Linked DNA regions of Zea mays: region 1 is linked to region 2. Evidence: chromatin contacts called from public Hi-C data. All regions are on one chromosome and are shown on one strand. The core of a region is the stretch at or near the end of the contact, and the rest is flanking DNA. Distances in the headings are between cores, read along the strand shown. Region 1 holds the start of LOC103647213 (protein FAR1-RELATED SEQUENCE 5). Region 2 holds the start of LOC100193804 (40S ribosomal protein S12).

Region 1 (7,164 bases), core at 4,430-6,929, 170 kb before region 2:
CTGGTCAACAACCAAGCGAGATGGAGTCGACCTGGTTTAGAGATGTGAGGCATGTCAATTTTTAGCCAAACAACAACACTTGTCCACACAACAGTCACAAACTATCCGTCTCCTGACCCTTTGCATGCTGGGGATTGTAAATGATTGGACAATTCAAGAAGGCTCAAGGATGGTACACACACATGTTGGTGGCCATCGATAAGTTCACGAAGTGGATCAAATACAAGCTGATCGCATTGCTGACAACAACAAAGGTAATAGAGTTCCTTCAAGAAATTATATCTAGGTTTGGGATACCTAATAACATTATCACAGACCTAGGGTTTAACTTTACAAGGGCATAGTTCTTTGATTTCTGTGAGCAGAAGTGTATCCTCCTCAAGTACGCTTCAGTAGCTCACCCGAGGGTCAATGGTCAAGTGGAGGAAGATAATGGCATGATCTTGGAGGCATCGAGTAAGAAGGTTTTTGACAAGAACGAGAACTTGCAGGGACAAGCGGGTGATGGTATATGGGGATTCTCTATTAGCGATAAGTTAGGTCAACAAAGATTGGGATTATTCCATGGAGGTCATGAGCAAGTATTGTGCTGCAATCCGTTAGATTGAAGATAAGTTCGAAGTCCTGAAGTTTCATCATGTGGATATAGATTGCATTATAGCGATCGATCCACTATCAAAGCTTTGTTCCACCAGAGCTCAGGTTCCACCTGGTGTTTTTGTACAGGAGATACATCATCCTAGTACTCCGCAAGACTCGAGAGAAGAGTGCAAGGTGATAGAGCATGAGATACTGCTTGTAGAAGAATATCCAACTAACTAGAGAGCACCCATCATCAAGTATATCAAGAATGAAGAAGAGCCAGACAAAAAAGCTGTAGTCGAGCGCCTTGCTATGCATTCTGCCAACCACACTCAGATCGGCAAAGACTTGGTGTGGGGCAGTGGGAGCCTTCATGAGATGCATTGATACATCTAGTGGCAGGCATCTGTTGAGGAAGATTCATGTGGGACAGTGTGGTGTTCATGCAACCTCATTAACGTTGGTTGGGAATGCTTTTAGAGAAGGGTTCTACTGGCCAACAACCAAGCAAGATGGAGCCGACTTGGTTTAGAGATGTGATGCATGCCAATTTTTAGCCAAACAACAACAATTGCCGACACAACAGTTGCAAACTATCCCAATCTCCTGATCCTTTGCATGCTGGGGATTGGACATGATTGGACAATTCAAGAAGGCTCAAGGAGGGTACACACACGTGTTGGTGGCCATCTACAAGTTCATGAGATGGAACGAATACAAACCAATCACATCGCTGACAACAACAAAGGTAATAGAGTTCCTTCAAGAAATTATATTTAGGTTTGGGATACCTAATAACATTATCACAGACCTAGGGTCCAACTTTATAGGGGCATAGTTCTTTGATTTCTGTGAGCATAAGTGTATCCTCCTCAAGTACGCTTCAGTAGCTCACCCGAGGGTCAATGGTCAAGTGGAGTGAGATAATGGCATGATCTTGGAGGCGTTGAGTAAGAAGGCTTTTTACAAGAACAAGAAGCTTGCAGGGAAATAGATCAAAGAGCTCCCATATGTCATTTGGAGCCTTAGGACTCTACCGAGCCAGGCACTCCAAGGCAACAATCCATTCTTCATGGTATAGGGGTCGGAAGCAATGCTACCTGCAGACTTGGTGTTCAGGGCACCAAGGTTGATGTTCAAGGATATAGTAGAAGCAGAGGCAACTCAACTCGAAGAAATTGATATGCTGGAAGAAGAACGACTGAACACGGTGATCCAGTCAGCTCGGTATCAGTAGACTTTGTGGCGTTATCACGATAGAGCAGTTCGTTTAGAGCTTTTTTAGTCGGAGACTTGGTGCTTCATAGGTTGCTGTCAGGAGAAGAATGACACAAGCTATCTCCTCCTTGGGAAGGGCCTACATCATCACGAAGGTCACTCGGTCAGGGTCCTATAGGTTGTCCACGTGCATGGAACTGTAGTCAGAAATTTGTGGAACATCGAGCACCTTCATAAGTTTTACCCCTAGAGATAGAGGTGTCACGATCTCGGAATGGCAACCTCAAACTAATACTCCAAAGCGTCATATTCAATAAAAAGTGTTCCCTATATAGCTTATAGTTGTATGCTTTGCATTGCTTTGTTTTCTTATTCTATCTACAACCAGTCACGGAGCAATCGGTTTAAGTCATAGGCCGACTTAAGCTGCTGTTACATGCTCACGCTTACGAAACAAGAGGGTGACTTCTAAATGCTATCAACGGAGCAATTAGTATGAGTCGTCACCGTGCTCATACCAGTGTCACATGCTCACGCTTACATAACTTAGGGTGACTTCTAAACCCTATCAACAGAGTAGTCAATATGAGTCGTCACCTGACTCTCACTGATGTTACATGCTCACGCTTATAGAACCTAGGGTAACTTCTAAACCCGACCAACAGAGCAATCGACCTAAACCATGAATTGGTCTATGTCGGTGATAAATTTTCATGCATACAAAGCGCAAGTGGAATCTAAGCCTTACAACTAACTTAGGTTGGTACAAAGCCTTGACATTGACAAAAGAAAATCCACTTAGGTGTTCTCATTATAGGAACGACAAGCATACAACAGCCTGAGAAAGGCATCAAATAGTTCACAACACAATACAACCAAAAGTTCTCAAACTAACATACTCCAGAACTAAGTATAGCTACTCTACATGGTGGGGGGAGATACTGGTTTATCTTGGGGGAGAGCTCCCTCACCTCTAGCCACATTAGACTCTAATTTTTGAGTTGTTTCTATCGTAATTTCTCTGTAAGCATCAATATTGGAGACCACTGTTTTTTACCGAACAACATGCTTCAGCCTGTCCATGGCTTTATCATAAGAAATTTGAACACCTTACAGTTGTTCTCAAGGACTTCACAGCCATATACTTTTTGGATTGGTCTTCTGACAAGCTACGTAGTATTTTGAGAGTAGACTTTGTGGAGGACAAAGTTTGGATATGTTCCTTCTGCTGAGTCACCTCACTCAACAAGCTTTGGATCTTCTCTTCTCGCTTATGCATTTCATCCTGCAGATTGGGACATATTATGTAGCGCTTCGACAAATGGAGTAGGCGAGCTGGAGTTCACAACAAGTTACCTCATGATTTTTCTTCTCCATGTCAAATTTCTGTCGTAGTGAAGCATTATTGGCCTCTCGGTCGCCATCAAGAGTTGTTTTAACCCGACGGAGGTCAGGCTCGTAGCGAATCTTAGTGTCTTCGAGTTTAGAAAATTTATCCGTAGAAGCTACAAGGCACCACATAGAATAAGCATGAAACTAATAAAGTTGAGAATGCAACAATGGCTATCTTACCGGCATTTTCTGTAGCATGAGAGGCCTCTAAGTCAGCCAACTGTTTGCAAAGCACTGCAACCTCAGATCCAAGCAGAGGAGAAAGCTTTTCATGAAGCATGGACGACTGCTCCTTCAACTTGCCCCAGCATCGAGAAGTGAAACAGCGAGTTGATATAGCATATCCTGCATAAGGTGTTAGTGAGTCGAGAATCAACCAACAAGGACAAGAAATAATAGGCAACAAAGACTCAAAGAGATTGCCTTGAAACTTATGAAGAAGCTTGAATCAGACACAGCCGATAGCAACTAGGTTTCTTTAGCAGCAGATTCAGGAGTTTTAGAAACAACATACATGAAAGGGACAATTGGACCTTACATTTCTTTATTCAGATTCAGATTCAGTGCCTTAGCCAAGGTAAGGCACCACGTACCTTGCCTTCTACAGCAAAAGGGACACAGCAGGAACCAGCTTACCAGCAGGAATACGTCTGGATCCCAAACAGGTTATGTTTGCACATAGTACAGCTTACCAACAGCACATGCAAACAGAACACAAACATACAGCTAATTTTGAAGGATGTTTATATAGCATTTGTTTCAGTTTCTTAAGCAATACATGGCATTCAGAAATTTACAATTACACCATTTGGGCATTGCCTGGCATACTAACTGTCATTCATCAGGCTACTCACAAAATACTATAGTTAGCCCACAAAATATTGTTGTTAGCTCTATCCAAAATACTATCCAATCAACTTGCAAATCTAGAACAGATCTTCATCATAAAAATTTTCATCATGACTAGCCATAGATGTTAGGAGCCTGGTAAAATCACCAATGACCCTGTACTCATGGAGGTCCACATTTGCTTCTTTGTTGCTGCTGTTATTCTCCACTTGTACATGTGGTGGTGCACCATCTTCTTTCTTTTGTTGTTGCCAACAAAATGCAACAAATTAGTTCAGAAGTGAGCGACAACATCAATATTAAAATATCAAGATTGCAGTATACCTTTGCTCCCTTTTTTGTTGGTACAGCAGATTTAGTCGCCTTGCGCTTCCCTTTGCGTAACTTCTCAATCCAACTTTTCTTTCTCTTTGAGCCTTTCAACTGAACCTCTTTTTTCTTAAGTTGTGCAGTGCCGAGCAAGTCATCTCTTTGTTGCATGTTTGGGCTAATATTTTCTTGGTCATTACATGGTTTTTCATTGGCAACACTAGATGGTGCATTGAGTTTATCCTCTACTTGTGGACCAAGGAGATCAAGTGCATTGTCTATTAGCAAACAACACTCTAGAGAAATGGCTGCTTTATATGCCATGTTGAGAAATTTATGAGACAAAGATCTGAGCCTAAGTTGAGCCTCCAACTTTGGATTTTCCACCACTTCCCTTCCTTGTCTATCCAGTATGCTTCCACTGCATGCTTCTCTAGTCCATCTTTTTAGGACATAATGTGTGGGTAACATTTTTATATTCATCAAATCAAGCACTTTCAGACCATGTGCACATAATATCCTCGTCCTATTAAACATTTGACAACTACAATCAGTTGTTTGGTTGAAAGGATTAGCTGTCACTATGCGCTCCTCTTCAAAACTTAAATCACCACTTAAATTACCAATAGTGACAGTATATTTGTTATCTCCATCCAACACTGTAGTGCATGCAGCCATGGATCTTTCATACTCAACTTGGAAAGCTTCAAAAATAACTGGAGTGTAAACATCGCTTGCTTGAATTAGCATAGGTGTGCACATCCGCCTTCTTGGTAGCTTCTTCCTTGCCTCAAATTCAGCCTCTAGTTCTCTAGCTCTTGTTTCTTCAACTGTCCTCTCAAAATGCTTCAAAAAACGGACAATATCAAAATCTGATTTCAAATGGTTCTTCAATGAACTGTTGAAGCTCTCACTTAGTTGTGTACTTCTCACTCCCAAACTAAAGACATCTCTCATATAGCATTCAGCCCATTTTTCTTTCACCTTGTATATACTATCTAGCCAAGTTTGCTTATGCACTTTAGATCTCATGCTGTCAAATGCTTCTTCAAATTCTATTTTGTCCTCATAGCGATACATGCAAGCACTAAAATCAGAGAGAATATGAGATTCTTTCTCTTGGCCCTTCACTGGAGATAAGTGTTTGACAACATTTTGCATGATGTGAAAGGTGCACAATCCATGATATGATTCCGTGAACACATTGGGTATAGCCTTTCCCATTGCTGCATCTTGATCAGTATAAATAGTTCTAGGTTGCCTATAATTATGGGCAGCTAGAAAGGTCTCAAAGAGCCATGTAAATGAGGCTTCTGTTTCATCAAAGAGAATTGCTCAACATGAAGAGAAAGGGAAGCTTAATCCGAAGTTTATTGAAATCTATGGCACATGGAATGCATGACATGCTACAGAAAAAACTATGGCACATGAAGAGAAAGGGAAGCTTGCTGAAATCTCAAATCTCAAATTGGTAAGCATTCAGTGAAGAGAAAGGGAAGCTTACTGAAATCGGAGGGTTGGGCTACTGGATCGACGACGCGCAGCACCGGGTCGAGGAGCGCGCAGGGGTACCAGGGCGGCGGCGCACAGGGCTCTCGGGCGGCGCGGCACAGGGCTCCCGCGCGGCAGGCAAGAACAAGCGCGCGAAACGCGGCAAAACGTGTGCCTGCGCGCGCTGCGAGTGAGGACCGCGTCCTGGCTCGGTATTAATTGGAGTCTCCTCTGTTGTTTTGCCTACACACGACAGGAGCCATTGGATCGTTGTTGGAGGGCAGATACGGAGGGGCAAGGTACGTGGTGCCTTACCTTGGCTAAGGCACTGAATCTGGATCCATCATGATCAGACTTGGTTGGTTCAATGTACCATGTACCAACTGTTTGTGAAGGAGTAGTACCTAGATTTTTAGCCATCGAGTCCTCAGTGATACTTGGTATGCTGACCTCCAAAGTGCCTAAAGTGACTTGCTGCGGTTCGACAGATGCCTCAACCGACACCCCAACATTTTCAATCTCGAGGGCTGGGGTCAAGTCGGGCTATGTAACGACAACCATTGCAATAGATGCCTCATCCCCTTCACTCTCGGGGGCTGGGGTTGAGTCGATTCGCGGCTCAGCCACTATTTCAGTCAGAAACTTAGACTCTTTGGCCTCTGATGCAGAAGCGGGGCCTACCTATGGCTTAGTAACCAGCTCGGCTATAGGAAGCATCACATCTCCAAGGATCAAATCTCCTCCCCCTCCACCTATACTTCATAGGAAGGAGCTGCTGATGCTTGTGGGCTCTCTGATGGCTCACCTGAGTGACTCTCAGCCACATCCACAACGTGGGTATCGGGTGATTTGGTCAAGGCATCTTCAGTAGAAATTTTGTCTAGAAAAGCATCAATTAATGACAAGTCTAAGCTTTAAAGCTTGGTCCGATGTTCTGGTAAGGCAAGCTTGACTGGATCATTCTATTGCCTTTGATCCTTTCTTGCGTCGAATAAGGGGGAGCACCTCTTCTTCTTCTTCTTCTTCTTATTCTTCCAATCCACTGGAGGAGTTGGGTCTTTAGTAGTGACCTTGCTAGCTAACCTCTTCTTCATCACCTTGTTTTGGCTTTTCTCAACTGTGGTTGATTTGGTTAGGGCAGACACAGGCTTTATGCTTGATAGACATCAGAGACTCTTCTTTTTCTCCTTGGGAGCCTCAACCTTTACCATAGGCTTACTGAAGCATCTACATTTTATATTCACTTGGCTTGCTGCCTTTTCCCTAGCAATGCTCAATTGCTCGAGGGCTTCACTACTTGCAGCAACATCTTGAAGCTCGAGG
Region 2 (7,211 bases), core at 3,981-6,480:
ATCTGTCCTTTGACGGCAAGGGACACCACACTTAGGTTAACCTTACGTTGGGTTATCTTTGCCGCCTTCACTACCCTGGTATAGTGAAGGTGTCAGACGGAGATAGCGTCGATGAGGTGCTCGTCAGTACCTGGGACGAGTACAAGTTAAAAAAGGAACAAAACCACACCGACATACAGGGACTTGTGCGTCATGACTTTTGGGTATGAATTCTTTATTGTTTTTGTTCTGTTTCTTAATATTATAATTCTATGACATATACCATTGTATTTGTATTCTTTATGTTGTAGCTTCGATATCGGTTGCCTGACGGAGAGGATTACATGGGGCACGCTGAACGTGTGTTCCAAAACAATGCAAAGAAGCTAGTGAAGGATGCCATATACTATGCGAGAATTCAGGCTACAAACCTATATTTTCAAAACCATCGGGAAGAAGCAGGCCCCTTGAACAAAAAGGAAGGGTCCTCAAAGATATATTTGACTGAGGATCAATATCGTGAGGTTAGTATTAAATTTGTTTTACCCTTTTTATTGATTGCTATGATTGGTATAATATGTAACATTGTGTGTTCAGGTGATGAATCCATGGGTGGCGCCCGTTCCTGATGCATACTATGCTTGGTGTCGATATTGGGCTTCCGAAGGCTTCCAGAAAGTGTCAGCGCATCACAGGCAATGTCGAGGAACCAATCCTAACCACAAGTTTGGCGGTGACGACATGCTCCAAAAAGCTAAAAGAATGGTAAGTTTGATCTAGCTATGTCGATCACCAAATAGAACGATTGCTTATGGATGTTTTTTGTTTATACAGGAAGCTACGCGTGGCCAAAAGCCTAGTGACATTGAGGTCTACCAGGAGGGCCACAAAGGACCAGACCCTACCAACCCTGACCAGCTCTACAGCCAGACAGCCACGGATCGGCTGGTGAGTTTTGGCCCAAAAGTACAAACGTTCGAAGTATAGAAATTCCTGCATTTGTAAGGTTGTGAATGATGTATAGGCGACATATGGGGAGGAGATGGTTCGTCGCCATGGCCCTGACTTCGACTGGCGACATGAACTGGTGGATCCCTCGGTAGTGTACGCAAGTGGTGGTGGAAAAGCGCATGGACGGTAAGCTCTAACTTATGAAATTACATGATAGACACTAAATTGATTATGCAGTAATCACAATTTTTTAATCACTTATAGATACACACTCTTCGACGGATTCATTGACTCGTCGTCGGTGAGATCTCAGAGGACGGGTTCGTCTTCCCGTAGCTCATGCTCTCATCGACCGAACGAGCAGGGGTTGGAGATTATGAGGATATGTGAAGAGATGAGACAACAACGAGAATTTATGGAGGCTTGCAATGCATATAACCAAGCGATGTATCAAGTGAGTATACATAATCCGAACTCTAAATTGTTATATTTCAATACATCTTCAATAGTAACACATATGTTTAACAGTTAATGCAGCAACAAAGCATGACACCAAATATTCCACCGCCACCACAATGGAGCTAGTTTGCATCCACACCAGCTCCGCCACCACAATTCAACACCCCTCCGACACATATACCTGCACCTGCAGATAAGGTACGTTTGATAACTCTCGATGAATTTATACATGTGTATACTTTTTGATATTTGCATTTAACGTGTTGATATTTGTATTAAAAATGTTGATATTTGCTAACTTGCATAGGTTACGCCCGAAGCGGGTGGTAGTGGGTCTGATCCCACAGCAGGGACTGGATTTGTTGACAGCGGTCAAAGCTCTAACCACCCAAGTGGTGGTTATCTCTAAATATGGTGTTATGTCGTATTTGTTTCTTAACTGTGCACGCTATGTTTTTCGTGAACTAAACATTTTAACTTATCTTGTTGTTCCTATTTGAAATGTTTGTGTAAACTATGATGGTGATGTGAAGTTTGTGATGTGTGAATTGATTATCAATGTATGTGTTTATAATGTGTCTGTTCTGTGTGATGATATATATGTTATGTGTGCAATTGTGGAGAAATAATGACCTAATTTAGTGCTGGTCTTGCAGCAGTATAGGTTAATCCACATCGGCTATGGTCAAACCGACAGGGATTAACAATTAATTTCCGTCGGCTCAGTAAGCCGACGGAAATTAATTGTTAATCCACGTCGGCCCTACCTGGCCGACGGAAGTTACGTGGCTGACGGGCATTAATTGCTAATTTCCGTCGGCCAGCTACGGCTGACGGGAATTAAAGCTTATTCCCGTCGGCTTGTAAGTGGCCGACAATTACTTATTCCTGTCAGCCCCCGACAGGAATAAGCTTATCCCTGACATCTGACGCCTGTCGGCTTACCGCCGACGGGAATAAGCCATAAACCGACAAGAATTAGTAATTCCGGTCGGTTTATAGCTTATTCCCGTCGATTCTTAGCCGACGGGAAATAAGTGGATTCCTGTAGTGTTACCATTATTGTCTGCCTCCTTCACCTTCTGATACTTTCATTAAGTCACTTAGACACATACTCAACTAACTTCTTTAACTTCCCTGTAAGGGTTAATTTGGAAACTCAAACTCACTTCAGGTTTGGAGAGGGTCGAGAGAGAAATGTACTAATTTCCTCAATTCTATCAAGTTATGGAGGAGGTTTGAGTTTCCAAACTAACCAGTGACCCTACATTCCAACTATCCAAACCTGCCCTTGTTGTTTTACCAATCGATGATTGTGCGCGCCACTACCAAAACAGTCATTTGACACAGTCACAAATCACCACACGCAGTATTAGGCTTGCTCTTGGTCAGCTACTGTGTCACTGCCTCGCAACAGTTCTGGTCTGCTTTAACCATTTTGACACAACGTGGTCTCATTATTATGCTTTCATACCCAGTAATAAAGACTAGGTAAGTGGAAAGCTGCACTCGGCGCAAAGCGCATAAAGATTTGTCAAATCAAATAAGAAAAATAAGAGCAACCGCAACAGAGAGAGTATAAACATTATACACCATGGAACATGGATATAAACATAAAAAGGTAATGGGCTAATGGCAAAGCAAGAATAATCTCATCTCTTATCGATTTGAATTAAAACCAGATGACAACACCATAAACAAAACATTTAGAATTCCAAATTGCTCATATCCTCATGGGCTCTTGTAGTAAATTGTCCTAATCTCCTAGCAAGCCCAAGACGCAAGCATAATATTAAGCCCAGATCCAAATGTAGAGTATTACTGAAACGTGTTACATCTAGTGCGACTTGACATACTCCTGCACTATGTTAAGGCCCTCAGATTCTTCACCGTAGTCCTGGTAATTGAAATGAAACAGTGAAATGTCATGTTACTTGCCCTAAGGTAAACCAAAATAATTAATTTGTAGGAAAGTAAGGGATTGATATGCTACCTTGACAACGACACAGGAGCAGCCTACAACCTTCCTTGCCTTGCCCTCGGAGTCAATCTTGCAAAGCTGCAAGGAGTGAAAGTGGAGATTGTTACGATCAAGGCCAAAGTTCATATAAAAGAATACACAGCTAGTGAAGAATCAACACACAACTAAATGGATTAAAAATTAAATGTAAAAACTTGACATTTACAGAGAATACTATTTTTTCTCCGTTCAACGGAAGTTGGAGCATTGAGTTATAAAATGAATGTTAAAATAAGTAATCCAGTAACACTATCAAGGTAGCAACACTAAATACTATGTAAAAAGGAGCACAAGTTTTAGAGAAGGATAGTCTAACACACCCCAGCCCACTCGCCAAGAGTCTTAGCAGCAGGAACAGTGACAAGGTGAACATTGTGTTCAGCACAGAGCGCCTTCACCAGCTTGACATAATCTGGCTGGTCACAGTCCTCAGCAAGAACGCAAAGCTGAGCAGCATGCTTCTCAATGGCCTTGGCAGCCTCGCGAAGACCCTTCACAAGTCCATCATGAGCACTTGACTTCTTCATCACCAGCTGCAGCGCAGTCATCAAGTCCATTGGCTCTCCAAGAACTGGGGTTGGTGCCTCAACTGCAACTGGGGCCTCCTGATCACTGTCAAATAAGAACAATTTGGTGAATTGACAATGCAGGAACAAAATGCTTCAAGTATATCAAACAAATTTGCAATGCAAAGTCTATAAAAGTATCAACATATACTGCATACAGACAAAACATTTGGATACAACTTACAAGTAGTAGTCAGGTACTCCCGGCACCCTATTATAAGGTGTAACCACTTTTTATTCTAGTCCAATAATATAATGTGCTCTCTCTCTAGAGATGCGTATATCGATGCAGTAGTACTAGTGTTAATAGAGAGAATTTTATACATCTCTTGGTCTTTGAATTAGAGGTAGGTATGCCTTACATACTGGGACAGAGGGAGTATTGGGATAATCAATAAGCAAGAGGACATGGAGCTCATTTCTACAGTCTTTGATACAATGAGATTGGTACATACAAGGCGAATCAGCAGAAAACTAAACCTAACTACTAACCCATCTAGCCATCAAAACATCAGTTTGGTTTTGTCAGCCTGCTAGTTAGCATGCAAGCAAATGGAAGCTTGGATTGGACACTTTTCATCCAATAAGTTATGAACGCACTTTTTTGTATTGGAACAACGAAGGGGACAAAGAGTGCACACCTGATTTATTAGCAATTTAGCATAGATTCCGTACGAGGCCTGCGTCAAAAGGCTGACCCTAGAAGGCTAGAAGTCGACAACTCAACCCATATGACGCGGCAGGCGGCATTTCCAGGCTAGGCAGTTATGAACGCACTTGCAAAACAATCTAATTCAACAGAACACAATGCGTTTACGAAGTACGAACGCACTTGCAAAACAATCTAAGTCAACAGAATACAGTGCATTTATGAAGTACGACCCAGGACAGTAGATGTGCCCAATCATTCAAGATTGGAAGACCGCATAGTCATTTCATCACACAGTTCTCTACCCGCGACAGTTCCGAAAAACACGCATAGAGTACAACGATTATAGCCGCATACTAATCCGGAACTAAAATTTATTAACCAAACCAAGATTGCTGAAACAAGCAGGGGAAAAGGTATCGGTTGGGGTACTTACGCCATCTCCCGCGCTGTGAAGGGGTCCCTGGCCGGCTGCGAAGGGAGATCTGGAGCAGGCAAGCGAGAAGTCAGTAACGACTAGTGAGGGAAACGGGAGGAGTAAGAACAAAACGAGGGGAGCGCGCCGCCACCTGGAGCGAGGGAGAACCGGGTGGCTGCTAGGGTTTTGGAGAGAGAATGGGAGAAGGCGGAATTATAGTGCACGGCTGCCGGCTCGATGAACCGGGCCTCTGCGGGCTAAATGTCTAGCTGGGGCCTGTGGGCTTACTTCAGTAGTCCAAATGTTTTCATTGTTTCTTTACGTAAAACAAGATGTTCTCTATTTTTTTTCTTTATCTCTATCTATCTACTACTATAATGCACCGCTTTCAATAGTTGACGGTCGTCAGTTTTCATGCATCCCGCAAAATGGCGCGCGCGCTCCACGTCCCCGCCTCTCTCGCGTGTCATCCCACCTACGTCTGCGCTACCGACCATCGCATCCCTTGTTTGGTGTCTGCGTACCTGTCTCTCACGCGTCGCATCCCCTTCCGATGCATACACCATATTAGCGTGTATGGGTGTCGTCCTCCTGCTTCTCCCGCTTCGCCGCGAGCCCAGCATTGTAACCGCCACCGCCCGCGCCACCCCACGACCCGCTTCTGTCGCCCGTCCCACCGTTCGCGATCCCCTTATAAGAATGCCGTCACCACCTCCATGGCCTGATCTCCACAGAGGTTCCCCTCGGCCCCTCCTGAAGCGAAGAAATTTGAAATCTTGCCTTTATGAAACATAGGGCTTCCCTAGATTGCCATCACATAAATGAGCTTCGTTCAGACGCCATTATCAATCATAACACACACGCTAAAATGTCATTTTATAGCTTAATAAAGCAAATAAGGTTGAATATAATTTTGTGGACTATTTTACCTCAGATATGTGTGCCTCCGTGTTCTGCCGGTGGCGCTAGGGACGATGCCCTCTGCCTGCTCCGCATCCGAGGGGAGGGACGTGAGGGTGTGGAGGGGGCGACGGGGGAAGGGTGGCTTCGACAACGGGTGCCAGCACCGAAGGGAAGCCATGACGACCATGTTGACGAGCGTGTGCGCAACGCCGACATGCGTCACCAGCGGAAGCAGTGAGACAACGGCGAGCTGGAGGTCGCGTGCGCGACGCCGACATGCAGTGGCGGAGCCAGAGCCCAGCTTACCGGGGCAAGTGCCCAGGCTCACCTTTGCCGGTGTGCTCGTCGAATGCCTTTGTGCTAAGCTAACAGAATTGCTCCAGTGCCTCTAGTAAGGTTTACTGCATCTTCTCCTTTAAAAGCTCCAAGCCGAACAAAAGTGCCTCATATTCGGCTTGATTGTTAGTGCAATAAGTTTTCAATCGGCTAGAGAAGTCAAAGTAGACATTACTTGGTGAAACAAGCACGATGTCAATTCCTTGCCCTTCATTGCAAACTGATCCATCGAAATATAAAGTATAGGGAGTAACAGTGAGGTATGATATGTCTAGTTTATGAGTATCATTGATCCGATGTTCTACAAGAAAATCTGCTACGACCTGGCCTTTCATAGATTTCAATGGTTCATAGGCCAAGTCATACTCTATAAGTGCATAAGCCCATTTACCAATCCTACCACTCATAATCGGGTTTTGCAACATGTATTTAATCACATCGATTTAACTGGCAACAGTGCAATGACTAGACAGTAAATAACATCTACACTTGGTGCATGCATAAAATAGGCATAAGCATAACTTTTCGATAAAGTGTACCTTGTTTCAGCATCCACCAGCCTCCGACTTAGGTAGGTCACCACATGCTCCTTTCCTCCAGTCACTTGCGTCAGAACAGCCCCAATAACCTTATCTTCAGCTGCAATGTACAATCTGAATGGTACTCCTACTTGTGGTGCTTTTAATATGGGAGCCGAAGACAAATACTTTATGATGAGATCAAACGCTTCCTGTTGTTCTGCCCACAAGTGAATTCGGCATCATTTTTAAGCCGAATGATAGGGGTGAAGGCATCAATCTTCCCGACTAGGTTAGAAATAAACCTTCATGTTGGGGACTTGTTCTCAAATGCTATGAGTTAAGAACAAGGCAACACAAAATGTTAATGGTCAAAGACCTTCGTCCTTCGAAGCATTATCTCCCTTAGGAC

Evidence for each region. Hi-C and Micro-C count contacts between places; a contact is called where the count stands out from the background.
Region 1: a Hi-C map of tassel shows a contact between it and region 2, with 2.9 times the contacts expected there. The contact joins the promoter of LOC103647213 here to the promoter of LOC100193804 in region 2. A contact is called at or near these places in 3 of 25 Hi-C or Micro-C datasets (ear, leaf and tassel).

Annotation. Positions count from the first base shown.
Region 1 is chr2:163,346,558-163,353,721 of Zm-B73-REFERENCE-NAM-5.0, reverse strand. It overlaps LOC103647213 (protein FAR1-RELATED SEQUENCE 5), which reads right to left and starts at 5,679. Exons shown (of 2, transcript XM_008671789.4): 1 at 4,366-5,679; 2 at 3,881-4,280. The coding sequence starts at 5,574. The coding sequence ends at 4,119.
Region 2 is chr2:163,174,761-163,181,971 of Zm-B73-REFERENCE-NAM-5.0, reverse strand. LOC100193804 (40S ribosomal protein S12) reads right to left here and starts at 5,230. Exons shown (of 4, transcript NM_001138888.2): 1 at 5,061-5,230; 2 at 3,730-4,021; 3 at 3,383-3,448; 4 at 3,084-3,286. The coding sequence starts at 5,065. The coding sequence ends at 3,227.